Regions from separate parts of the Mus musculus genome. Here all the other regions are linked to region 2. The links are chromatin contacts, called in public HiCAR-type and Micro-C maps. All regions are on one chromosome and are shown on one strand. The core of a region is the stretch at or near the end of the contact, and the rest is flanking DNA. Distances in the headings are between cores, read along the strand shown. Region 1 holds the start of 9530036O11Rik (RIKEN cDNA 9530036O11Rik). Region 2 holds the start of 3110082J24Rik (RIKEN cDNA 3110082J24 gene). Region 3 holds the start of En2 (engrailed 2).

Region 1 (2,700 bases), core at 20-2,519, 1.6 Mb after region 2:
CAACTAAGACTTTTCTGGAAATTTTTCTTTTTCCTGAAAGAGTGTTGGACACCCCAAGAGTAGTGACCTCTAGACAGCATATCCTCTTCTAAGATGCCCCTTATGGCCAGAACACTGTCCTCTAGATCCCTAACACCTTCAGTCTGCAGGCCCTACACCTAGCCAGCTTCTTTCCTTGAAAATTAGCTTGCAAAGCTCCTGTGAAATACAACTGTGTTAAGGAGCCTGAATTCCACATCAACTTACCCCAGCCCTGCACTTTGCTAGGATAGATTGGAAGGGGTTCTTCACGCATGCAGCCTTGCCCACTTTCAGTTGCCCCAGGCAGATCACCTCTACCCACCAAGCACACACCAGCTGCCCTCCATGCTGGGGTGCAGCACATAGACCCACTGAACCTATGTACCCCACCACATTCTGCAGACACTCTTTACCTGCCCCTCAGCTGGGATGCATCCATCCACCTGCAGAGGCTTGAATGTGGTGCAGTCAGTGAGATACAATAAAGGACAGTATTTTAGGGCACTTAAAACAGCAACTCTTTAGGTTGTGGCCACCTGTGATTATCCTCTATCTAAAGATGCTAAATATTCAGGAGATGCTCAGGTGAGCTGTTTTCACAACCCCGTGACGTCTGTCCTGTACACTCACATCTGGGGATGGGGTGTAAATAAGGCAAACAGGAGGGAGGCAGCGTTGCCCTCAAACAATTGAGAGGCTGTTTTATGGTCAAAGCTTGTGGGGGGGGGGGGAGCATCTGGACTGTCCTTTAAAAACTTATGCTGGCTTTAACCAAAGCATCTTCCATTTAGAGAAAGTAAGGGGGAAGCAGCCCTGAGCACAAAGCAGGCAGTGCGGGGTATTTTTCCAATAAACAGGCCTCCTCCCTCCCACCCACCTTTACCTTAGTAAAGACTTTCTTTCTTTCTTTCTTTCTTTCTTTCTTTCTTTCTTTCTTTCTTTCTTTCTTTCTTTCTCTCTTTCTTTCTTTTTTAAACTGGAAGCCTTCAGGTGAAAATAAAGCCACAGCAGCCAGAGGGGGGAGAAATGTAGTCTTTCTCAGGGTTAACATCAGAAGACAAGCTTGTGCGGCTTGGCCAATCAGATGCGCCCCTGCCAGCTATAATATAGTGCGAAAGGCAGCCTGTCTCACAAGCTCTCCAGCCTTGCTACCATTTAAAATCAGGCTCTTTTTGTCTTTTAATTGCTGTCTCGAGACCCAACTCCGATGTGTTCCGTTACCAGCGACCGGCAGCCTGCCATCGCAGCCCCAGTCTGGGTGGGGATCGGAGACAAGTCCCCTGCAGCAGCGGCAGGCAAGGTTATATAGGAAGAGAAAGAGCCAGGCAGCGCCAGAGGGAACGAACGAGCCGAGCGAGGAAGGGAGAGCCGAGCGCAAGGAGGAGCGCACACGCACACACCCGCGCGTACCCGCTCGCGCACAGACAGCGCGGGGACAGCTCACAAGTCCTCAGGTTCCGCGGACGAGATGCTGCTGCTGCTGGCCAGATGTTTTCTGGTGATCCTTGCTTCCTCGCTGCTGGTGTGCCCCGGGCTGGCCTGTGGGCCCGGCAGGGGGTTTGGAAAGAGGCGGCACCCCAAAAAGCTGACCCCTTTAGCCTACAAGCAGTTTATTCCCAACGTAGCCGAGAAGACCCTAGGGGCCAGCGGCAGATATGAAGGGAAGATCACAAGAAACTCCGAACGATTTAAGGAACTCACCCCCAATTACAACCCCGACATCATATTTAAGGATGAGGAAAACACGGGAGCAGACCGGCTGATGACTCAGGTAGAGACCCATTGCGGGTGGGAAACAGACTCCTTCCCGGGAGGGGGGGGGGGTGCGTGTGACCAAGCAGTCAGCCCTGCTCTGTTTGCTCTTTGGGCAGGTAGGAAGGCGGCTTGCTCTCTCCTTCCCCACCCACCTGCCCACCTAGCACTCCTCTTCCGGGAGGAAAAAGGAGGTGAAGGGTCCAGCAGGAAGTTTAGGGTTTGCTGGAATGGGGCACCAGAAGATGGGGTTCTCTATCTTATTAGTCTCATTTTATTAGTCTCATTTAATTAGTCTCCCGGGACGACCTCCTCTAACTACCTGTATTCTAGCTTGAAACTTAGAAAGACCTTTACTCTGAGGGAGTCTGCCCTTTCCAAGTGGAGGCAGAAAATGGAGGGAGAGGGGATGCCCCTATACACTTCAAAGGGCCTCCAGGTCACTGCAAACATAGCCTGGAGCATTTCGTCCCCTAGCTCCTACCTTTTCCTTTTCTGTGTTTTTCTCCCAAGACCACCCCACCCTTTACCCCACCACCACCAAAGAACTGTAACTGAGAAAGCCTGGGGGCAGTTCTGACAAAAGGCAGGAGCTCCAGAGGCGCCCGTCTTGTCCCCACTGTATCGCGTAGCCTGACTGCGATCCCATCGTCCTCAATTGTGCCGGTCAGAGAATGTATTGATATTTCTTTAAGGATGCTCCTCATTTCTCCAGAGCCCGCGGTACCTTAGGGGAGGGACTTGGAACTTGCTGGCTTTGCAATCGCTTTAATTTTTAACCTGCTTGCATAAGAATTAAAAGCGAATAAATATTCGGCGACGAGGGTGGATGGACAGACGGCAAAGCAAAGCACGAGCCTCTCTTCCCATCCCACCTCCTTTGAGATTTCCAGGCTGCCAATCTCCCAGCCAAATCGAGACTTTCTG
Region 2 (2,745 bases), core at 188-2,687:
GGAAACCCCACCCCAGAGAAGCTATTTCTTAAAGTTGGGGTAGCACAGGCACTGGATTTAGGAAAGCAGAGTGGGGGAGGGGGAAGGAGTCTAGTCTGAGGGAAACAGCCCAGGGGCAGAGGTGCAGGGGTTGGGAGGGGTCTGGGCTCAAGAGGCTCCATCCCCAGCAACGGTTTCCAGGGGAGCAGGAGGGGGCAGCCCAGCTTCCAGGAGACTGATGGGGCGTATCCTGGATGCAGCTGGTGGGCACAGTGGGGGTGGGGATGTCTCCTTCCCAGCCCCCTCACGTGCACACGCGCGTGTGGGCATACACACACACACACACACACACACACATCTTACAATTTTTCTACCAGCCCAATGAATGGGAAATGGTTTACTCTAACAGCGGGGGACTTCATAAAGCATGTCTATGTGGGGTGAACAATGGGTGGGGTATGCAGGGCTTTCAGGGGAAGATCTCCCATTCTGGGTGTGAGGATGTATGTGCACTAAAGTGCAAATATGCACAGGGGAGGTTTGTTGTTTCTCCTCCAGCTCTACAAGCTCTCCTTGGAGCTAATCTAACAAGCCCCACCCCCCACTCCTCCACAGAGACACAGGCCAAAGCCACACAGGTATACACACCAATAGCCAGGGGTCACCCTCAGCAATAGTTCAGCTGCACCCAACAAGACAAATGCTTGTCATCCAAACAGCACAACTCAGTCTCAAGATCCTACCAGGGGACCCCTCCTGAATGCATACCAACGAGAGGACTTCCAAGGACACACAATTTCAAGCATACATTTTTATTCTAATGGTTACGACAGTAATAACCACACTGTCACAGACAGCTAGGCCATCCCACACTATTGCTCATTCATTCATTCACTTAATGAATGAATGTCCATACTCCTTGGCCCTCCCCAAAAGCCAGCAGCCCTGTGGAATGGGGCGCACAGGTGTCAGGGAAGCACAGAGAAGTCCTAGCCATAAAGAAGCGCTCAGAAAAGAACTCAAAGAAAAGGGTGTCAAAGAGATGCGTGGGAAGTGAGCAGGAAGAACCTAGGGCAGAATTTCCTATTCACAAGCAGACACAGTCCAGCTGCAAGCGCAGTCCTGGGATCTCACGCTGAGCAGTGAGTGAGGTCCCACCAGAGTTAGACTGCCAGGTATTCCACCTAAAGGACCGGGACACACTGAAGTCCCACTGAGCCTGCTTCGGCCCGCCTGGTGCTCACTGTGCCCAGTTCTTGCTGTTGCGGGTCTGAGGAGGGGCTGCCAGTCCAAGAACAGCACAGGAGTCCCATTAGCATTCAGGGAAGCGAGTGTGCCAACGCGGGCCAAACCCCTATTCTTCTCACACACAAAACCCCCAGCCTGGCTGCCAGCCCCGGCTCCCGCCCCTCCCCCAACCAAACAGCTCCCCTTTCCCCCAACACTACAGTCCTCTTGCTCTGTGCAGCCTTCAGGCTCTCCTATATTCGGTCCCATCATCGGAACACCCGCACCTGCTGGCGAAATAGGACGAGAGGTGGGGGAGGGCCGGGGGTCCTCTGCTGAGATAGGGAAGGGTGTGTGTGTGTGGGAGGGGGGTGCCTGGTGGCCGGCCCGCTCACTCAGGCCTCTCCGGAGGATAGTCTGCCCGTTGCCAAAAGACCTCAGGATGTCAAAGGACGGTTCAGGAAAGGTCCCAAAAAGGGACTAGCGGGGATGGTAGGGAAAGACCTATCGTGGTCCAAGAGATGCGGTACGATGAAGGTGAGAGGCTGGAAGACAAAGGGATCAAGGGGGTGCGGCCTGGGCAGGGGCCGATAGGCGCCGGGAAAGCGGGGTGCACCGACAGAGCGGCCCACAGACTCAGCATCGCTACTGGCTCCAGGGGGACTGAAAACTTTGTTGCAACCCTGCGGCCAGTTACTAACCCTGTGGGGGGTCGGAGGGGCCCAGAAGCGGCTCCCAGACTTGGGGGCTCCGGTTGTGCCAGGAGCAGCCCCAGAAGACAAGCAAAGCCCCCCATCAACGGGGACAGGGAGGGTAGTGACTGAATGCGCCTGTAAGTCCTGCCAGCTCCAACAGAGCGAAGCCCCGACTTTTCGCATCCTCCGCCTCCGTCTCCCCTCTAGACACCGGGTACCTGGTCCGAGGCAGGCGAGCGTGGGCAGGCGGCAGCGGCTGACGATGAGGTCCAGCGGGAAAGCGCCCATGCTCCAGCGCAGCCCGGCCAGCCCGGCCGCCAGCTTCTCCATGGCATGGGCGCTCCCCGGGGTTCGCCGTCCCGGGACCCCGACGGCCAGTCCCGCGCAGCTCGGGCTGCGCGCCCACCACCTCCTCCTGGGCCGAAGCGGCGCTCCCCGCCTGGCAGCCCAGCTGAGCCTCGGGAGTCACGTGGCCAGCCTCCTTCCACGGGGCATCAGCCCCCACCCCCATCCCCGCCCCGCGCCCCGCCCGCCGGGCCCGCACCCCCGGAGCGCCCAGGTGACAGGGTGCTCGGGGTGGAGATGGTTAGGGAAAAGAGAACAGGTCCGATGGGACTCTGGCCGGGTGGGTGTCCGAGGTTTTCCCCTCGTGCCAAGGCCTCGCGGAGTCCGGACTCAGGATTGCTGCGTTGCTCACATCCGCTACTCCAAGCTCAGCGGCGGGGATGCTCAGACTGGGGAGGAGCAAAGAGGGCAGGCGGCACTTGGAGTTTGAATCTAAGTAGTGTTGGAATCCTGTAAGAGCACTTTCCGAAACCCCGCTCCACCCCCCCCACGCCCTCCC
Region 3 (2,700 bases), core at 90-2,589, 1.9 Mb after region 2:
CATCCAAGGAACCCCCAGGATCGCCGGGTTTTTTGGCACCACCGTGAAGTGATAGCGTCTTGGAACCTCCTTCTCCGTCGACCGCAGGGTCGCCAGCGGCGGCGGAGAGCGTTCCTCCCGCGCTGGGTGCGCACGCTGGGTTCGGTCGGGACTCCCTGGCGCCCAGTAGCTGCTCGGCTCCGCCTGCGCCGCCGCCGCCTCCTTCGGTAGTGCCAGCGCCGCCTTCGCCTCCCCTGGCTCCGCCCGCGCCCGCACAGCAAGTCCCCGCGTCCTTTCGGCGGCCAAACTCAGGCCGCAGGATGTTATCGATGAAGAAGTTGGTGATGCGATGTGGATGCTGGTGGTTGCCTGGCGCCTGTAGGACCTCGGGCAGCATCAGAGCCCGCCGGCGGCCGGTGTCCGAGTCGCTCGGGCTGCTGCCGCCGCCAGAGCCGCCGCCGGAGCTGGGTTCCGGCTGTCTCTGCGCCTCCGCCGCCGTCTCGCTGGGCTTGGAATCCTTCTCCTCCATACTTCACAGAAAATCCCAAATCGCCTCTCCACCGGCCCACCGCCAAAGCGATCTCCGGCCGATCCGCGGCACACAGCGAGCCCCGAGCGCTCCTACGCAGCCGAGTCCTCCGAGCGTGCGAGCGGCGACAGTGGCCAGGGCTGGAGTCCTACAGGTCGCCGGGCGCGCTCGGAGCCAAGCCACGTTCGGATCCACGGAGTGCGTTAGCAAATCACCAGTCTCCCCGCCGGCAGGGACGCCGGGCGATTCAACGGAAGCGGGTCCCGGTCTTGGCGACGCACCGGACTCTAGATGGTCACCGCACCACTCCGGGGACCCGGGACGTCCGTGCAACTCCGCGCTCCTTTTGGTGGTCAGCAGCCTCGGGCTCCGGCGCCGCCGCCTCCGCCGCTGCCGCGCGCATGCAGGCAGCGCGCCGCCCGCGCTCACTGCCGCTCGGGCCCGCTCGGGCAGCCACTGCTCGGCCGTTGCCACCCGCCGGTCCCGGCCGACCCTCGAGGCTGCTGGGCGCGGGTTCTCAGCGCGCCCGCAGCCGCCAGCACGCACATGGAGGGCCGTGGGCCCGCGCTGCGCTCCGCCCGCCCCGGGGCTCCCCGCGCCAGGCCGCCGCCCCGCTGCGGGCCGGGGCGCCCCACGGGCGAGCGGCTGCGCCCCCGCTGAGCCCCGCGCAGCCCCGCGGCCCGAGCCGCATGAGTGAGGGGCGGGAGGCCGGGCCGGGCAGGGCCTCCTGCGCTCCCTCCCTCCCGGTCCGCGCGCCTTCGCTGCCTCGGCTTTCGCGCGGGCTCGGGAAAATTTCAGGCCACTTAGCGCAACCTGAGACACTTTCACTCTGGATTTTTGTTCTTATTTTTAACAGAGCCCCCTCAAGTGACGTCGCGGGCCGGTCTCCTGGACACGTGCCTCGGGCCAATGGCAGCCGCGCCGCTCATCCACGTGACGCGCCCGCGGCAGCTTGGTGACAGGAACCGCCTGCCGCCCCTCCCCCGCCGCCACCTCCCCTCCCCCCTTTAAAGTGGCCGTGCCCAGGGCTCCCGGCGCGGGAGCCTATAATCCAGCCAGATCCATCGGCGAGTCAGCGGTGCTCACTCGCACTCCTCATCTTCTCTCGGTTAGAGACGCTGAGGAAGCTTGTGAACAGTCCCACCAGGTCACTGCTACGCCTAACTGGACACGCGCCGAAAGATCGTTATTTTTTAACATTCCCATATTGTTTACGGTGTGGTGAGATCCCACAATTCCTTGCACAAAATGCATAAATAAAATTAAATGAGGTACCGAGATACAAAGGGACGTTTGTGACCCGCTTTCTTTGCTGGTGGAGGGGAAAATTGTCACTTTGGTTCCCCAGCAGCGTGCAGTCCTAATCGGCAGGCAAGAGCACAGGTACCTGCAGAATCCTACTCTCAGCATGCATGTTTGTGCCTGTGCAGGAGACGCATGCATACGGAAAGATTCCACCCGTGGACAGTGGCTCCTCGGGAACCTCAACGTAGATCTTTATCTATGCGAGAATACACTTTAGTGCACCATTTAAGAAAGGAGAAATAAAAGGATTATTTAAGAAGGGTTATAACATGATCTTCTAATTTAGAAATGAGTGATGACTGCTTAGCCAAACCTTTAACCCATCCACCCCACAAGTGATCCTGAATACAGCTGTACACACACACACACACACACACACACACAGAGAGAGAGAGAGAGAGAGAGAGAGAGAGAGAGAGAGAGAGAGAGAGACAGAGAGACAGAGAGACAGAGACAGAGACAGAGAGAGAGAGAGACAGAGACAGAGAGAGACAGAGAGAGACAGAGAGAGACAGAGAGCCAGTCAGAGACAGAGACTGAGACAGAGAGCCAGTCATCAGTACTCCCCATTTCCTATGTTGAGCCACCAGGCCACTGATCTCCTTATCTTTGTATCAAAACATTTAAGCTGATTTTGGAAGAAAGCAAGGCTAATTTGAAAGAATAGGGATGCTGTGATAGGAGGGGGAGCTCCAATTTGTTTTCCCTTGCTCTGTCTTTATTCCTTCTCTAAACTTCCCTCCAGTTGCTGACAGAATGGCTCTTTTCTACTCTCTTTCCCCAACATCTCCCAAGATCTTTTCAGTTTGCTTTTCTCTCCCCTACCAAAATTCTGGTTACTACAGGCTCCCACGTCTGTGAAAAAAAATATGGAAATGTATTAACTT

What was found. Hi-C and Micro-C count contacts between places; a contact is called where the count stands out from the background. HiCAR-type assays count read pairs that join an accessible place to other places.
Region 1: a contact with region 2 is called in a Micro-C map of embryonic stem cells, with 6 times the contacts expected there. The contact joins the promoter of 9530036O11Rik here to the promoter of 3110082J24Rik in region 2. A contact is called at or near these places in 3 of 39 promoter capture datasets (the SN4741 cell line, embryonic stem cells and hippocampal neurons) and 2 of 484 Hi-C or Micro-C datasets (both in embryonic stem cells).
Region 3: a contact with region 2 is called in a HiCAR-type map of astrocytes, with 5 times the contacts expected there. The contact joins the promoter of En2 here to the promoter of 3110082J24Rik in region 2. A contact is called at or near these places in 1 of 39 promoter capture datasets (embryonic stem cells), 3 of 484 Hi-C or Micro-C datasets (all in embryonic stem cells) and 4 of 115 datasets of contacts at active chromatin or transcription factors (astrocytes, embryonic hindbrain and embryonic stem cells).

The regions. Positions count from the first base shown.
Region 1 is chr5:28,465,553-28,468,252 of GRCm38.p6, reverse strand. 9530036O11Rik (RIKEN cDNA 9530036O11Rik) reads right to left here and starts at 1,269. Exons shown (of 7, transcript NR_015562.2): 1 at 905-1,269. Shh (sonic hedgehog) reads left to right here and starts at 1,152. Exons shown (of 3, transcript NM_009170.3): 1 at 1,152-1,792. The coding sequence starts at 1,490.
Region 2 is chr5:30,104,778-30,107,522 of GRCm38.p6, reverse strand. 3110082J24Rik (RIKEN cDNA 3110082J24 gene) reads left to right here and starts at 1,437. Exons shown (of 3, transcript NM_001256263.1): 1 at 1,437-1,516; 2 at 2,109-2,460. The coding sequence starts at 2,164. Garem2 (GRB2 associated regulator of MAPK1 subtype 2) reads right to left here and starts at 2,327. Exons shown (of 6, transcript NM_001167879.1): 1 at 2,120-2,327. The coding sequence starts at 2,231.
Region 3 is chr5:28,164,335-28,167,034 of GRCm38.p6, reverse strand. It overlaps En2 (engrailed 2), which reads right to left and starts at 1,339. Exons shown (of 2, transcript NM_010134.4): 1 at 1-1,339. The coding sequence starts at 508.